Linked DNA regions of Zea mays: region 2 is linked to region 1. Evidence: chromatin contacts called from public Hi-C data. All regions are on one chromosome and are shown on one strand. Each heading gives the region's core, a stretch centred on a gene start, on an enhancer-like site or on the middle of the called end of the contact. The rest is flanking DNA. Distances are from core to core; before and after follow the strand shown. Region 1 holds the start of LOC100304023. Region 2 has its middle 38 kb from the start of LOC103632929.

What was found. A called contact is a pair of places that touch in the nucleus more often than the background predicts.
Region 2: a Hi-C map of leaf shows a contact between it and region 1, with 4 times the contacts expected there. The contact joins the enhancer-like site here to the promoter of LOC100304023 in region 1. A contact is called at or near these places in 3 of 25 Hi-C or Micro-C datasets (ear and leaf).

The regions. Positions count from the first base shown.
Region 1 is chr7:137,529,838-137,537,010 of Zm-B73-REFERENCE-NAM-5.0, reverse strand. It overlaps LOC100304023, which reads right to left and starts at 4,630. Exons shown (of 2, transcript NM_001372410.1): 1 at 4,484-4,630; 2 at 3,219-4,208. The coding sequence starts at 4,498. The coding sequence ends at 3,708. It overlaps LOC100279774, which reads left to right. Exons shown (of 3, transcript NM_001152732.1): 3 at 1,467-1,931. The coding sequence ends at 1,730.
Region 2 is chr7:137,832,434-137,839,597 of Zm-B73-REFERENCE-NAM-5.0, reverse strand. No RefSeq gene overlaps it. Among protein-coding and RNA genes, the nearest start is that of LOC103632929, 38 kb to the right of the region's middle. Within about 2 kb of position 1,482, at least 18 of the 20 cell types and tissues checked have an H3K27ac peak or open chromatin away from gene starts, as enhancers often do. A contact at or near this core is called in ear and leaf, where this site is marked.

The DNA of each region.
Region 1 (7,173 bases), core at 3,381-5,880:
AGCGATATCCCCAATCCGCTGCCCATCCAACCATCGATCACTCCAGGGTAGAAGCTCCATTTCCAATCTCAGAATGGTATTTTGTTCACTACGCTCTTTCCAGGTTGACCTTTTGTTTCGCCTCTAGTGTGTCCTCATAGCTGTTCATGAATTTAGTTTGTTATATATATAGTTGTATCTTCCAACACATGTTACAGCTATTATGTCTTGGTGTATGTTTCATGTGGCCATTTTTTTGCTGTCTTTGTTATCACAACCTCAAAATATAATGAACTTGCAGCGTGTGAATGGAGCCAAAAACCTGTGTGTGTAACGGAAGTGAAACAGTGTCTTGTTTGTGTGTGTGGATTCTTGAAGTGACAGTTATATCTGATCAAATTTCTATTAAGGTTGAACTTCAGTGTCATGTTATGTTTAATTGATCTCATGATGAGATGCGTTGGTTGGCTAAACCTACTGTTTAAGGATTTTGATTCCATTGCCCTCAGCATTTTGTAGTGGGCACATCGCGAAAGGGCCTCTAGCCTAATGGTTAAGGACTTCCGAGTAGCACCTCCAAGGATTCCTCTCGGGGGCGAATTTTCAGGCTTGGTTAAAAAAAATCCCCTTGTTGTACCCCCATCCGGTCTCGGGTTACGATGTTCTGTGCGCCACCCTCCGGTTGGGCCGTTGCAGAGTGGACGGTTGACGCCGGTCCGTTAGTGATGGAGGGCCAGGGTTAGGGGATTTTTTTTGGCCGGAACCATTGTTTCGGTCTCTTCTTAATATAATACCGGGAGAGCGATCTTTCCCTGCCCGGCCGAGTTTTTTGTAGTGGGCACATCATTGTGATGAGATCCTTTAGAAAGTCTTTAAACTGATTGTTATGTGGGCTGTTTTTCTTAATTTTGTCTTAATGCATGAGTAAACGGGAGGAACAATAAGGTGTCTTCAATTTTGAGAGTGCTAGAGTGAGACAGTGGGTACTTGAACCCAATTAGATTCTTGCACTCTACCATTAGCCCATGGCTGTGCATGTTTAGTACATGATTTGTACTATCTTTCTGGTGTTCTGGAAGTCTGGAGCAAACAAACGACCACTGTTCTTAATTCATTTTGGAACTTTAGTTTTGTTGCCTGATACGATCCTTGTTGATTCTTCTATTAGTGAGATGAGAAAGACGAAACAACTTTTGTCTAGTTATTGTGGATTCATCTTGGTTGGAGCTTCCATCAACAGGAGCCAGTACCTTGTGTTCTTACCTGATATGGACCAGAGTCTATATATTGGACGAAAAGCGGCAATATATTGCGCTGCTTTAATATTGTTTGAAACACATATCAAACAAAATATGTCCCCTTTTACCTTGCATGCATCTCAGTTTAGAGATCCTGCTGAAATATTTATCTTTCCTATACAGAAGCTCCATTTATGTATTGGCAATCAGTTCTGTGCACGCTTGAATACTTACCTGTCGACACTGCAGGCTGTTGAGCGCATGTCGATCGAGAGACAGAGGCAGCTCCTCTTCTTCTGGACCTCAGTGAAGTATTTACCATCGGACGGCTTCTGTGGGCTGAGCTCCAAGCTTTACATATACAAGACGTCCGATTCACCTGACCGGCTCCCGTCGTCGCAGACCTGCTTCTACCGGCTCTGCCTCCCTCCCTATACATCTATGAAAATGATGGAAAACCAGCTGCAGAAGATCACGCAAGAGCATGTGAGCTGCAGCTTCGGTGCATGGTAGTTGCTGCTGTTCTGGATTGATTCTGAACCCGGTATATACTGTACATATGGTAGGCTAGTGACACCTTAGCGTCTCGTTGAGTCCGTTCCTAGAGCTTGAGGAGGTAATATGTTGTCTTTCTTTTCCTTTTGTACGTATCGTGGGTTAGTGTTCCGACACTTTCATTTAATTAATCTAATGCAAAAGGAATGGATAGGAAGCAGGTTTATTGATCCCTCGAATTGATAGGAAGCGGGTTCCTTTGTTTTCTAAACCATTGTTTGGATATTCTAGTATTCACCCCAGCCCCAATCCACATGCACTGAATTGGATTAGGGTGTAATTTAGTTTAAGTTACACTTCAGGGCCTGTTCGTTTTGCTCTCAATCCATATGGATTGGGTGAGATTAGATGAGTTTCAATCCCAAACAAATCAAAATCTTTCATAATTTTTTCCAATCTCATTAAATTCACATGGGGATAGGAATAACCGAACAAGTCCTCAATCTATCTCAATACACATGGATTTAGGTGAATACGAGAGCATTCAAACAAGTCCTAAAGGGGTGTGACGGTGTGTGGTCCAGCCGGTGGCAGTAACGTAATCACACGTGCATGTAGCTGCATTGAGCTGGCTGCTGAGTGCTGATCTGACACTCCGATTACCAGTGAACGGCTGGTGGGCTATTCTAGTTGATCCGTTACCGAGCCAAAGCACGCCATCGATATTTTTTTCCTCTAGTTTTCATTTTATAAAGCTGGCATACATTTGTAAGCTCTCTTGTAGAAGCATTCTACCAGTTTCCAGCCGATTCTCGAACGTGTTTTGCTAGGGACTGAAGCTCATGTGAACCATGGCAATGGCAGTTGTTTTCTGATGAATGGACGGGCCAATGCTTCCCTGCCCTGCGCTGGGCATCTGGAACTGAAATTCTGAACCACAACCGTATCTTGATTGTGTTCCGGAATTCTGAATCACAACCATCTAGTTTGGGGCCTGGAATCAGACATGTGTGTGAGCGTGTCCAGTTGAACTGAACGCACGCTGGTGCGTTGGACACCTCTCCTCTTCGCTCCGGACCTCCGGGATGCTTTGCGCGAACCGCAGCCGCAGCCGCAGGACAGGAAGCACGTTACTGACTGACATGCTGTCATGGACCGTCATGGAGTAGTATGTCCTTAGCGAATCGCCATGGGCCATGACCGAGCGAGCCTACCCGAGACCGTCGGCAAAGATAGCAAGTCGGCACCGAATCGGCTGCCGGTGCCAGGTGATGGAGACCATTGACAGAACAGGCTCACTGGTCACTAGCTCCGGCGGACCACGTAATAGTCGCATGAGCGTCCTATCCTATAGATGCGCCGTTGAGACCAATGACCCGGCTTGACGACATGTTGGAATGTTTGTGTAGGACCGAGCTGCTCCTAGTCCTAGACCTAGGGTGGATCCGGCGTTCTGCAACGCTGGCTGCTCCACTTTACAGTTTACACAAAGCTTTGCAGGTTTGCTGATGAACGACTGGCTCTATTATTATATAAAGAAGATCGTATCATCACACAATGACACAAACAGAATGCAGGGAACGTAACCAAAGAAGACGACCCATACCATACCCAAACTGCCATGCATGAGAATAGATAGACAGAAAGAACAGGAACCAACCAACACAAGACACAACAAGCTGCAGCAGCGGCAGGCATGGGGCACCGCGCCACTGACACCGGGCCCCACCACCATTACCACCCGACGCACACTTTATTTAGCCCACGTCACTCGCAGCCCGCACCGGACACGTCCACGCGACAGTCACTGCTAGCTACGTACCGGGCTACGTACGAGACACACACACACACAGAGAGAGACGCCAGTAATAACCGTAGCGTACTGAACAGCAAAATCCCGTGTCATACTGCCATGTACGCGCGCGAGCGACTACCCCGCCACGCGCGCACGCCGATCCCCTGGGCCCTGGCCGCCGCCGCTGCGTGCGCACGGCCTCACTCGCTGGCCTTCTCGGGCTCCTCAGGAGCAGCAACCTCCTCCGCCTCGGCGGCCGGCTCCTGGGGACCAGCAGGAGCAGGAGCCTCCGGCTCGTCCGCGGCGAGCTCCTCGGGAGCAGCAGCCTCTGCCTCGGCGACCGGCTCGGCCGCGGCGGGCTCCTCGGCACCAGCAGGAGGAGCAGCAGCAGCCTCCTCCTCGGCGGCTGCCTCCTGCTCGGCCGCGGGAGTCTCCTCGGGACCAGCAGGAGCAGCAGCCTCAGCCTCGGCGGCCGGATCGGCCGCCGCGGGCTCCTCGGCACCAGCAGGAGCAGCGGCCTCGGGCTCGGCGGCTGCCTGCTGCTCGGCCGCGGGAAGCTCCTCGGGATCAGCAGGAGCAGCAGCCTCAGCCTCGGCCTCGGCCTCGGCCTCGGCGGGGGCAGACTCCTCGGGCACGACGGCCGGCGGCGGGGTCTCCACCACGGGCGCTTCCTCGGCCGCCACGACGGTCGGGGTCTGGACCTGCACACGTGAACGGCGCGTAAAAATCAAAGCATATACTCCTACATCTTAGCGCCACACTTAATAGTAGCGTCCTCCATTTGTTAACATAGGATAGGATCCGCACGTCCATCGCTGTACGTCTCATCGAAGATGAGCGATCGACCCGACGGATCATCGATGAGACAGAGACCATTATTCATATATATAGGTATTATTCGGATCCAAACGATCCGTGCACATCAACACATGTATGTATATATGAATCGAAGACTAAGATCGATCGATCGAGCTACCTCGGCAGTGGCCATTGGTGGCGATGAGAAGGCTGATGGCTACACGAAGGAGTGGCGCGGCTAGCTAGAGCCTAGAGCTAAGAGCCTAAGACTGAGTGAAGGGTGGAGCTGCAAGAGTGAGCGACCAGCTGAGAGTGAGATCGATCGAGCTTGGTTGTGTGAGGCAAATGCCGTGAGACCCGGGACGCTATATATAGAAGAGGAGAGGACCGGGCGCGGCGAGGCCAGAACGGGGAGAACGCAAGGGCTAAGCGCAGTCTGCCGGGTGGGTTTTTTTTTTCTCTCTCTCTCTCTCTTTTGTTAAATCCCCGGCCCCTTGATCTGTCGCTCGTATCATGATCATGACTGGGAATCTTGAGGAGCTGTACAGGTACACACATGAACATGCCACGCAGTGCAACCAAAAGGTGGCCATGAGTCACCCTCATGCGTGACACATGGGAAGGGTCCAAAGCGGGCGGTGTGTGTGCACGGCGTCTTGGTCTTGGTCCTGGTCCTTTCACGCAGCACCAGCGGCGCGTGAGGTGAATCTGTGGGAGAGACGGTCGATTACAGACCGATGGATGCTGTGTGGTTTTTGCATGCATCTCTCTCCAGGTCCAGGCTCCAGCATGTGTGTCCGTGGAGACAACAAGCGCGCGTACCTTTTGGGAGCGGAGCTGTAGAGGCTTCATTGCATGTGCGTCGCACGCTGGCTCGCTGCGCTGGGCTGCGCCTCATTGTTGCTGCACGCTGTACGCCGTCCTTGGCGTCGTCCGTAGTTAAATTGAGCCAAATTAAAAATCAGCGAGGGGACATTTCGGCAGCTTTGGTTACGTACGGGGAAGAGATTGTTGATTCGCGTTTTAATTTGGTCGTACGTACGAGATTATTAGAGGCGCGCGGCAAAGGAAGACAGCAGGGGGCCCGGTTGTCGGGTTAGCTGTGGCCGGTGAATGTGCCTCCTTTCCACTGTATCTGTATGACATTGAGCCTACTACTATCATGTGGTTTTGGAATTCGGCGGAGGGGCTAGATCAGCAAAGTTATTAGCTAAGTCTATAGCTAACCTCTCCTTTTTTTTGGACGCTGGATCTATTGCAATAATAGTATAATTTTGTTTCTTTTCTTGCGTCCCTTCTGGTGTGACGTGTGAGGTGTCGATTCGAACTTCGAGGTTGCCTATTTACACGCTGTTTTGTGATATGGGTGCACAACTGCACGTCACCAAAAAGCAACGGTCCAGAGTCCAGACCAGTGCGATTAATCGACAAAGAAAAAAGGCTTGTTTTCTGTGTTACCTAGTCGATTATATACACGGTGAGAATTAGAATTGCATCTCGAATTAGTCATCAAGGACAAGGCTATATGTGCCACGATGGGATAATAATCGGGTCATGATATTGAACCCTACCTCCTCGTCGTTGGCTGAACTGGACGAACGTACGTACGCAAAATACTATGGAGTATTCGCGAGTTTTTTCTTTTCTCGTTTTAACAATTATGTCTTTTTTTGGAAATCAGGAGGGGGCTGCTACTGTAATTTTTTTATATTAAGGTGTTCGAACATAGATATAGCGAGAATTATGTTACAGCTTGATGAGAGAGTATAGATGATGAATAGGGAGAGTAAATCTACGCAAATGTACTAGCTGCTTAATAGGAGGAGCTTCAACAAGTAATTTTATGACATCCTTTTATTATTATTATTGTTGTTGTTGTTGTCGTCGTTGTTGTTATTAGCAAATATTTTCCTTGAGAATATATAATTTCTGTCATTGGCTCTAATATATCTTGAAATTGAACACTTTACCGTAGTTCAATCATATTGGTGCGGCCTTGAGTTCGACAATGACAAAGCCATAAATTATACTACTTCCGTTCTCCAATATTTATCGTATGCTAGTTCATTTTTAACTAAACCGCGACAAATAAAAAAGAACAGAGAAAGTATTTAATCCATCATTTAAAACGGTAATACCTCTTATCCTTATCCTTGTGTCTCAGTGGAGTGGCAGACAGTTACATGGACAGGAGTGAAAGGGACAGATCAAAATTTGAAGAAAGGAAATTTCTTCTTTTATTTAATTAACCAACAAACACACCCAGTCATCATGTGTTTCGATCATGAACTCCATAGTGTGCCTTGGATATGTTCTCCCTCTGTCCTCCTAATATAAGGAATAACCACTATATATTTATTCTAATGTCATAATATAAGGTGTATTTTCTTTTTAGACATGCATATGTCGATGCAATAGTATATAGAGAATTACATACAATTTTTGGTCTTCGAACTAAAAGTGGTTACGTGTTAAAAACTAAGACGGATAAAGTATTTATCGAACTCATATGAGTATAAGAACATGAGAGGTTGATTTCGTCTAATACATATCTAACAGTTGTAAGACATAAAGAAGACACAAAGGATGAAGAAACTTGTAGGACGTGTTTGGGAGCAAGACTGTTGAAGGAATTATCGGGGCGTTTGGATTTCTTCATTTTAGAGAAAGTGGAATTCACTCAATAAAGTAACTTATTTAATTTGGAATTGTACATTCCACCACTTTCCAAAGTTCAGATATCAGGCTATCTCTGTTGGGGACTTGTTCTCAAATGCTATGAATTAAGAACAAGGCAACATAGAATGTTAAATGATACTGTCCTTCGTCCGCGAAGCATTATACCTTTGAGGATAATGGATCTTAGAC
Region 2 (7,164 bases), core at 233-2,732, 310 kb before region 1:
ATTTGTAAGAGATTATATAAAAGAAAAAATATTTCCTTTATGTATATGTGTATATTGTATCTACTTATCATCACATGTGAAAACCTCACTTAAACAAATAAACAATTAACAAAAGACACCTAAACAACCTATGCATCATGTTGGATTTATTTGTCTGTGCATTTAATACCAGCAATATTAATAAAAATGTATTATTATCCAAATTTAAAGTTGACCTAAGTTACACTTAGGAATTTGGAACATAACATAGAAAAGGAGAAGAAAGAGAAAGAATATATAAATTTATATATATTTATATATATATATATATATATATATATATATATATATATATATATATATATATATATATATATATAATATGTATCTTCAAAGTCAGTATTTTTGGCACAATATAAACCTAAGTATAAAATGGCCACAAGAATGGAATTTAAATTTTAAATGAGTTTGAAATTGAAAATGAAGAAAAGAAGGTGGGAAAATAAAAAGAAAAAGGTCAAAAATGCTGTTTGGGCCGGCTCCTAACCAATTCGGCCCACTACACATGCTCTCCCCGCCAGCCCAACGTCGCCATGGCGGATCTCACTTGCGCGTGGGGCCCGGCTGTCAGCCGCCAGCTATTTCTCGCCCGTGCCGCTCTCTTCGCCTCTGTCGCTGGCTCTTCGGGCCCACTTGGCAGTTGTCTCCTACCTCCGTAACGAGCGGGGACCGAAACAGACGGATCCGCGGCGTGTGCGAGAACTCCGGCGACCATCACGGATCTCCTTGACCAACCTATCTGCGCGTCGTCGGGGGATAAATGGGGCATCCTATCTTCATTTTTTTCTTCCTCTATCCACCTCGGCGCCTCGTAACCAGATCGGAGAGAAGCGAGAGAGGAGAGAACTCTGGCGGCCGCCGCACTCGACTCCCCACCTCCGCTGACGGTCGGTGGTCGGAGAAGGGTCGTGAGGGCTCACCATCGTGCAAGGATCGGGCAGACGCGGTTCATCGGGCGCAGACATCGTCTGGTGTGGGTGAAATCGCCCGCCGGACTTCGGCTCTCACGGCCGAGCCACCGCGCAGCGAGGACGAACTTCCTCGGAGCCTAATCGACGGTAAAATCACCGTGTATACCCTTGTGGTTCTATTGGCTTCGTTTTGCACTAGTCAGGATGGGTAATGGACAACCCGAGAGCGCGTTTGGATTTCTCCGGCGAGCCTTTGCCGTGCGCGCTGGGCGTCGCCGCCACCATGCTCGTCCGTAGTCGGAACGGGGCTGTGTGCCGTCGGATCCGGATTCGATGGCCTTGATTAGACCTAGGTTACCGGTTCAGGGAGAAATGATCTTGAGCGTTGATAATCGATCGTGCGGGTGTGGTTTAATCTCACTTCATAAAATCTTGACCCTCGGATTAATATCAGACGATCGTAGCTTCATACCGATTTACTATTGAAAACTTCTAATCTGTGCCGTCTGTAGTGGATCGAGCGGCCGACACCTCGTGATACCCCTTCGCTAGTGTAGACTTGCATATAGGCCCCCAAAATATTTAGGTATCAACCCGCCGTCCCACGCACTGTGGGCGGTGTCTCGGGATTCTTGCGGGGTCGTCCCTGCTCTTTCCGGTATTATTGTGCCCAGTCCAGACAACAGTAAAACCATAGAAAATAAAACAGAAATTAGTTTTTAATGCATAAATAAATGCTAGAACTTGTTTAAATTGTAGAAAATTCATATGAACTCCAATTTGGTCCATTCCAGTTCCTAAATTTTTATAATATTATTGTCTAACCATTAGTGTCTCTGTTTTAACATGAAAGATGATTTAAAATTTATCTAGCACTTAACCTTGTATTAAGCACATAAAACATTAGAAAATCCATAACTTAAAATCTATACCTCCAAATTTAATGATTCCAGTTCCTGTGATCTTATTTTAATGTCTAGTTTATTACTGTATATTCTATTTGCATGTTTGATGTGATGTTAATTTATGCTATGCTATGTATGTATTGTGTTGATGCGAGTAGACGAGCAAGCCACTGTGGAATCTGAGGTTTAGCTGGTAGAGACTGCTAAGTAGGAGCTCGTTGAAGGCAAGTTGTGCCCTTGATCACTTCTTTTACCCATTCATGTTCTCATTATTCATAATGATCTGCATAGGTTAATTTTGATGGGACCCAATAGGATACCTTAGATTTGACTATCTTTATACCTTGTTTCACCACTGGTTTTACTACTAAAGTTTTGGGTAGTACATGCTATTGCTTTATGTGGATTTGGGTATAGAGCTATTTATCACTCATGATTACACTTTTTGTTATCTGTTCATTATTTTATGTTCATGATAAGATCATTATGTTAATGGGAACATGGAGAACCACCCGGGAAAATAGTGCTACCACAAGGGTTTAATGGGACGCCCTTGGCTGATTAACTAGGAAAGCTAGTGGAGGGCTACCTTACCCGAAAGGGGCAAGGGCAGTAGGGGAGTGGTCAGTGTAGGGAGGTCCTTGGGTTGATTTTGTTGCGATGGCGGTCGGGCGAGGGATTCCTGCACTGGACCTTCCTATAAACTGTAGTGGGTAGTCTGAAGCTAGTGGAACTTTGTAAAGGCCTCGTAGTGGTACCCTGCCTCGCTTCGTTGGTAGAGGTGTATGGGGTCTGATCAACTCCGTGGCAAATGGGTAACACGACTTGTGGGTAAAGATGCGCAACCTCTGTAGAGTGTAAAACTGGTATACTAGCCGTGCTCACGGTCATGAGCGGCTCGGACACTCACATGATTAAATTATGGAACTTAAATTCAATTTTGTCATTTGCATTGCATGGGTTGTTATTAATTTTGTTCTATTACTTTACTTATGGTTTGGTATTTACTTACACTTAGTAACTGCTAATAAAATTTTGACCAACTACTTAAAAGCAATGCTCAGCTTTAACCCCTATCATTGATTAGCCTTACACATCACATGAACTCACACCTTTGTGAGTTTATGTCCACTGGTTCCCCACAACTTGTTGAGCTATGATCATGTGTGAGCTCACCCTTGCTGTCTCACACCCCCCACAGGAGAAGAACAGGTGGTTCAGGAGGAGCCACAAGGCGAGGAGTATGATCTGATCTAGGTGGCGTTTCTCAGTTGACATCGGCGCCAACGATCCTTAGTTCGTTTTATGTTTATTCTTTTATTTTGTAATAAGTCTTCCGCTATGTAATAAATACTCTGATGTTTTATGACATTTAACTCTATACACTCTGTTATTATATATGTTGTCTTCTTGGCGCATGTATGAGATGCACCTGGCTTTGTTCCTTAAAGCCAGGTGTGACAGAAGTGGTATCAGAGGAAATGTTGACTGTAGGACGAAACCTAGATAGAAATGGACAAAACCCTTACCTACTTACCTCATTCTGATTCATTCTATACTTACCTTACTCTGATTCTTTCTACACTTATCTTGATCTTGTCTCACCTTCTACCGTTCTACTCTGATCATTCTTACCTTTTCTACTCTGAATCAAGATGGATTTCACACCTTGGAATCCCTACCCCCATGACATTTTTAAGAGATAGGAGGCCTAAGACCAAATCAAAACTATTTTCTATATTAAAAATGTTGTTTGATTCTGATGAAAAATGTCTGATTTGCTTCTTTGATTGATTGAGATATTATATATGGACATCTTAGTATGTACCACTATAAGGTAATGAATTAGCTATGGTAGGTAAAACATTAATCTGCTTAGCTAATAAATCTCCCAAAGTAACACGATTCGTAATTACTGCCTTGTCTTCTGCTCTCTCTTACCTTATGTATCTAACTCAGATGGTCAATACCAGGAGGGGTGGTGGAATTGATTTGCCTCCTAATCGACACACTCGAAGGATATATAGACAACCTCAGCCACAGCCAGCAGAGATGAATCCTCCTAATCCTCCACCAGGCGGAGTTGATCCACTGATTGCAGCTCAGATGGCGGTGATGCAGCAAATGGCGGACACTATGGCTGATATGCGTGCCCAGATGCAGCAAGAACGCCAGGAGATGCGTCAGGAAAGAGAAGAGATACGCCAGGAGTTGCGTCAGGAGAGAGAAGAGATGCGCCAGGAGAGAAGGGTGCAACAACAGCAGCTGCAACAACAACTTCAACAACAGCAGCAACAACAACAAGTGCCATTGCCCCCCCCACCACCAGTTCCACCTCGTGATAAGCACCGAGAGTTTATGAGTCATAAGCCATCGACCTTCGCCAGTTCGCCAGATCCACTTGATGCAGATGATTGGTTGAAGTCAATTGAGAAGATGCTCAACATCGCCCAATGCTCAGACCGGGAGAAAGTTCTTTATGCCTCAGGTCGTCTGACAGGTCCTGCTGCTGATTGTTGGGATTCTTATACTGCTGCCCATGATGCTGCTGATACTATTACTTGGGCAGAGTTTAGTACACAGTTCAGGAACTACCATATTCCAGCTGGTATGATAAAGATCAAGAAGGAGTTTCTGTCATTGAAGCAAGGCAACATGTCGGTAAGCGAGTATAGAGACAAATTCATTCAGTTGTCGAGATATGCTCTGGAGGAAGTTGTTGAGGATGAGAGGAAGCAGGAGCATTTTATTGAAGGACTTAACGGACCCCTACAGTATGCACTGGTTGCACACACATTTCCATCCTTTCAGAGGCTACTGGATAAGGCTCTTGCTATTGAACACAAGCGTGTTCAACTGGGTGATTTGAAGAGGAAGGCTATCTCGCAGGGATAGGGTAGCAGCAGTGTTCGTCCCCGCTACGTACCGCCACAGGGTACACCGACTCGACCAGGAGGACCACGACCAGTTCAGTATGCTCCACAGGGATCTCCACGGACACCTCCTACTCGTCAGGCTACTCCCACTGGCACCCCGACGAGGTCTGCAGGTCAGAAGACCGGCCCTACATGCTTCAAGTGCAGTCAGATTGGGCACTATGCTAATGCTTGTCCGATGGGAAATTCTGGTACACCAGCTAAGAACAAGCAACAGACTCCTGGCAAGGGATATTCTATTACCAGAGTTAATCAAGTCAGCGTTGATGTTACTCCTGATGGTGCGGACATCGTACTTGGTATGTTTTATGTTAATGCAATTCCTGCAACCATATTATTTGATTCTGGTGCTACACATTCATTCATGTCTGCTCGTTATGCCAACACAAATGAGATACCACTGCTAAATATGAGAAAACCCATGATAGTAATCACACCTAAAGGGCCTATTGAGGCAAATCAAATGACACGTAGATTGACATTAACCATTATGGGGAGAGAATTTGGAGCTACCGCTATAATATTAGAGGCAAGCAGTATAGATCCGATTCTTGGTATGTCATGGTTAAGGAAGGCAAAGGCCATTATAGCATGTGGTAGAGGTACTATAGAACTCACTAGCCCTAAAGGAGAAACATTTCAAGTTAATATTGTAGTAACCACCTCATCCAAACGTGCAATGTTCTTTATACCTGAGGAGTTCGTTGGTGAAAACATCCGGGTGGTTAGAGATTTTCCGGATGTCTTTCCAGAGGAGTTACCAGGGATGCCACCAGATAGGGAAGTTGAGTTTGTGATTGATCTTCTACCTGGAACTACCCCTATTTCTAAACGGCCTTACAGGATGTCTGTAGAAGAGTTGAAGGAACTTAAGAAGCAATTGACGGAGTTACAAGAGGCTGGGTACATTCGTCCGAGTTCCTCACCTTGGGGAGCACCGGTGTTATTTGTACAGAAGAAGGATGGATTGCAACGGATGTGTGTGGACTATAGATCACTTAATGATGTTACTGTGAAGAACAAGTATCTGTTACCCCGTATAGAGGATTTGTTTGATCAGATGAGAGGAGCCAGGGTATTCTCGAAGATTGATCTCCGATCGGGATACCATCAAATGAAGATTAGACCATCGGATATTCCCAAGACGACTTTCTTGACTCGATATGGATTATATGAGTTCACTGTTATGTCATTTGGATTGACCAATGCACCAGCTTATTTTATGAATTTGATGAATAAGGTGTTTATGGAGTATTTGGACAGATTCGTCGTGGTGCTCAACGACGATATTCTTATCTATTCTAAGAATGAAAGTGATCATGAAGAACATCTAAGGTTGGTGCTACAGAAGCTACGAGATAATCAACTCTATGCCAAGTTCAGCAAGTGCGAGTTTTGGATTGACAAGGTGCCATTCCTTGGTCATATTATTTCTAATGGAGGAATAGCAGTGGATCCTGCTAAAGTGAAGGAGATAATGGAGTGGAGAGTGCCCACTACAGTTACTGAGATTCGGAGTTTCTTGGGGCTTGCAGGCTATTATCGGAGATTTATTGAAGGGTTCTCTAAGATTGCCAAGCCTATGACCTCGCTTTTGGAGAAAGGAAGAGAATTTAAGTGGGATGAGAAGTGCCAAGAAAGCTTTGATAAACTAAAGAAGAGATTGATGTCACCCCCAGTGTTGGTTATGCCAGATCTACAGAAAGGATTTGACATTTATTGTGATGCATGTGGCCAAGGATTGGGATGTGTGCTTATGCAAGAAGGACATGTGATCGCCTATGCGTCTCGTCAGTTACAAAAACATGAATTGAACTACCCCACTCATGACTTAGAACTGGCAGCCGTTGTGCATGCACTTAAGATTTGGAGACACTACATTATGGGAACTAAGTGCCAAGTATACACGGATCATAAGAGTTTGAAGTACATATTCACTCAGAAGGATCTCAACCTTAGGCAACGCCGTTGGTTGGAGCTCATTAAGGATTATGATTTGGAGATTCACTATCACCCAGGCAAGGCAAATTTGGTTGCAGATGCCTTGAGTCGTAAGGAGCATGTTCACTCTGCTATTGTTGTTCAGCTACCCGATGAATTAGCAAAAGACTTTGAGAGACTCAACTTGGGAATTGTTACACACACTGAAGGAGTTACCATCGAGTTGGAACCTACCTTGGAGCAAGAGATTCGTAAAGGTCAGGTTGGTGATGCTAAAATTCAAGAGATTAAGGATCTTATTACAGAAGGTCGAGTTCCGGAATTCATGGAGGATGAGCAAGGTACTATATGGTTCAAGGATCAGATATGTGTTCCAGAGATTGATAGCCTCCGTGAGACTATACTGAAAGAAGCTCATGATTCTGATTACTC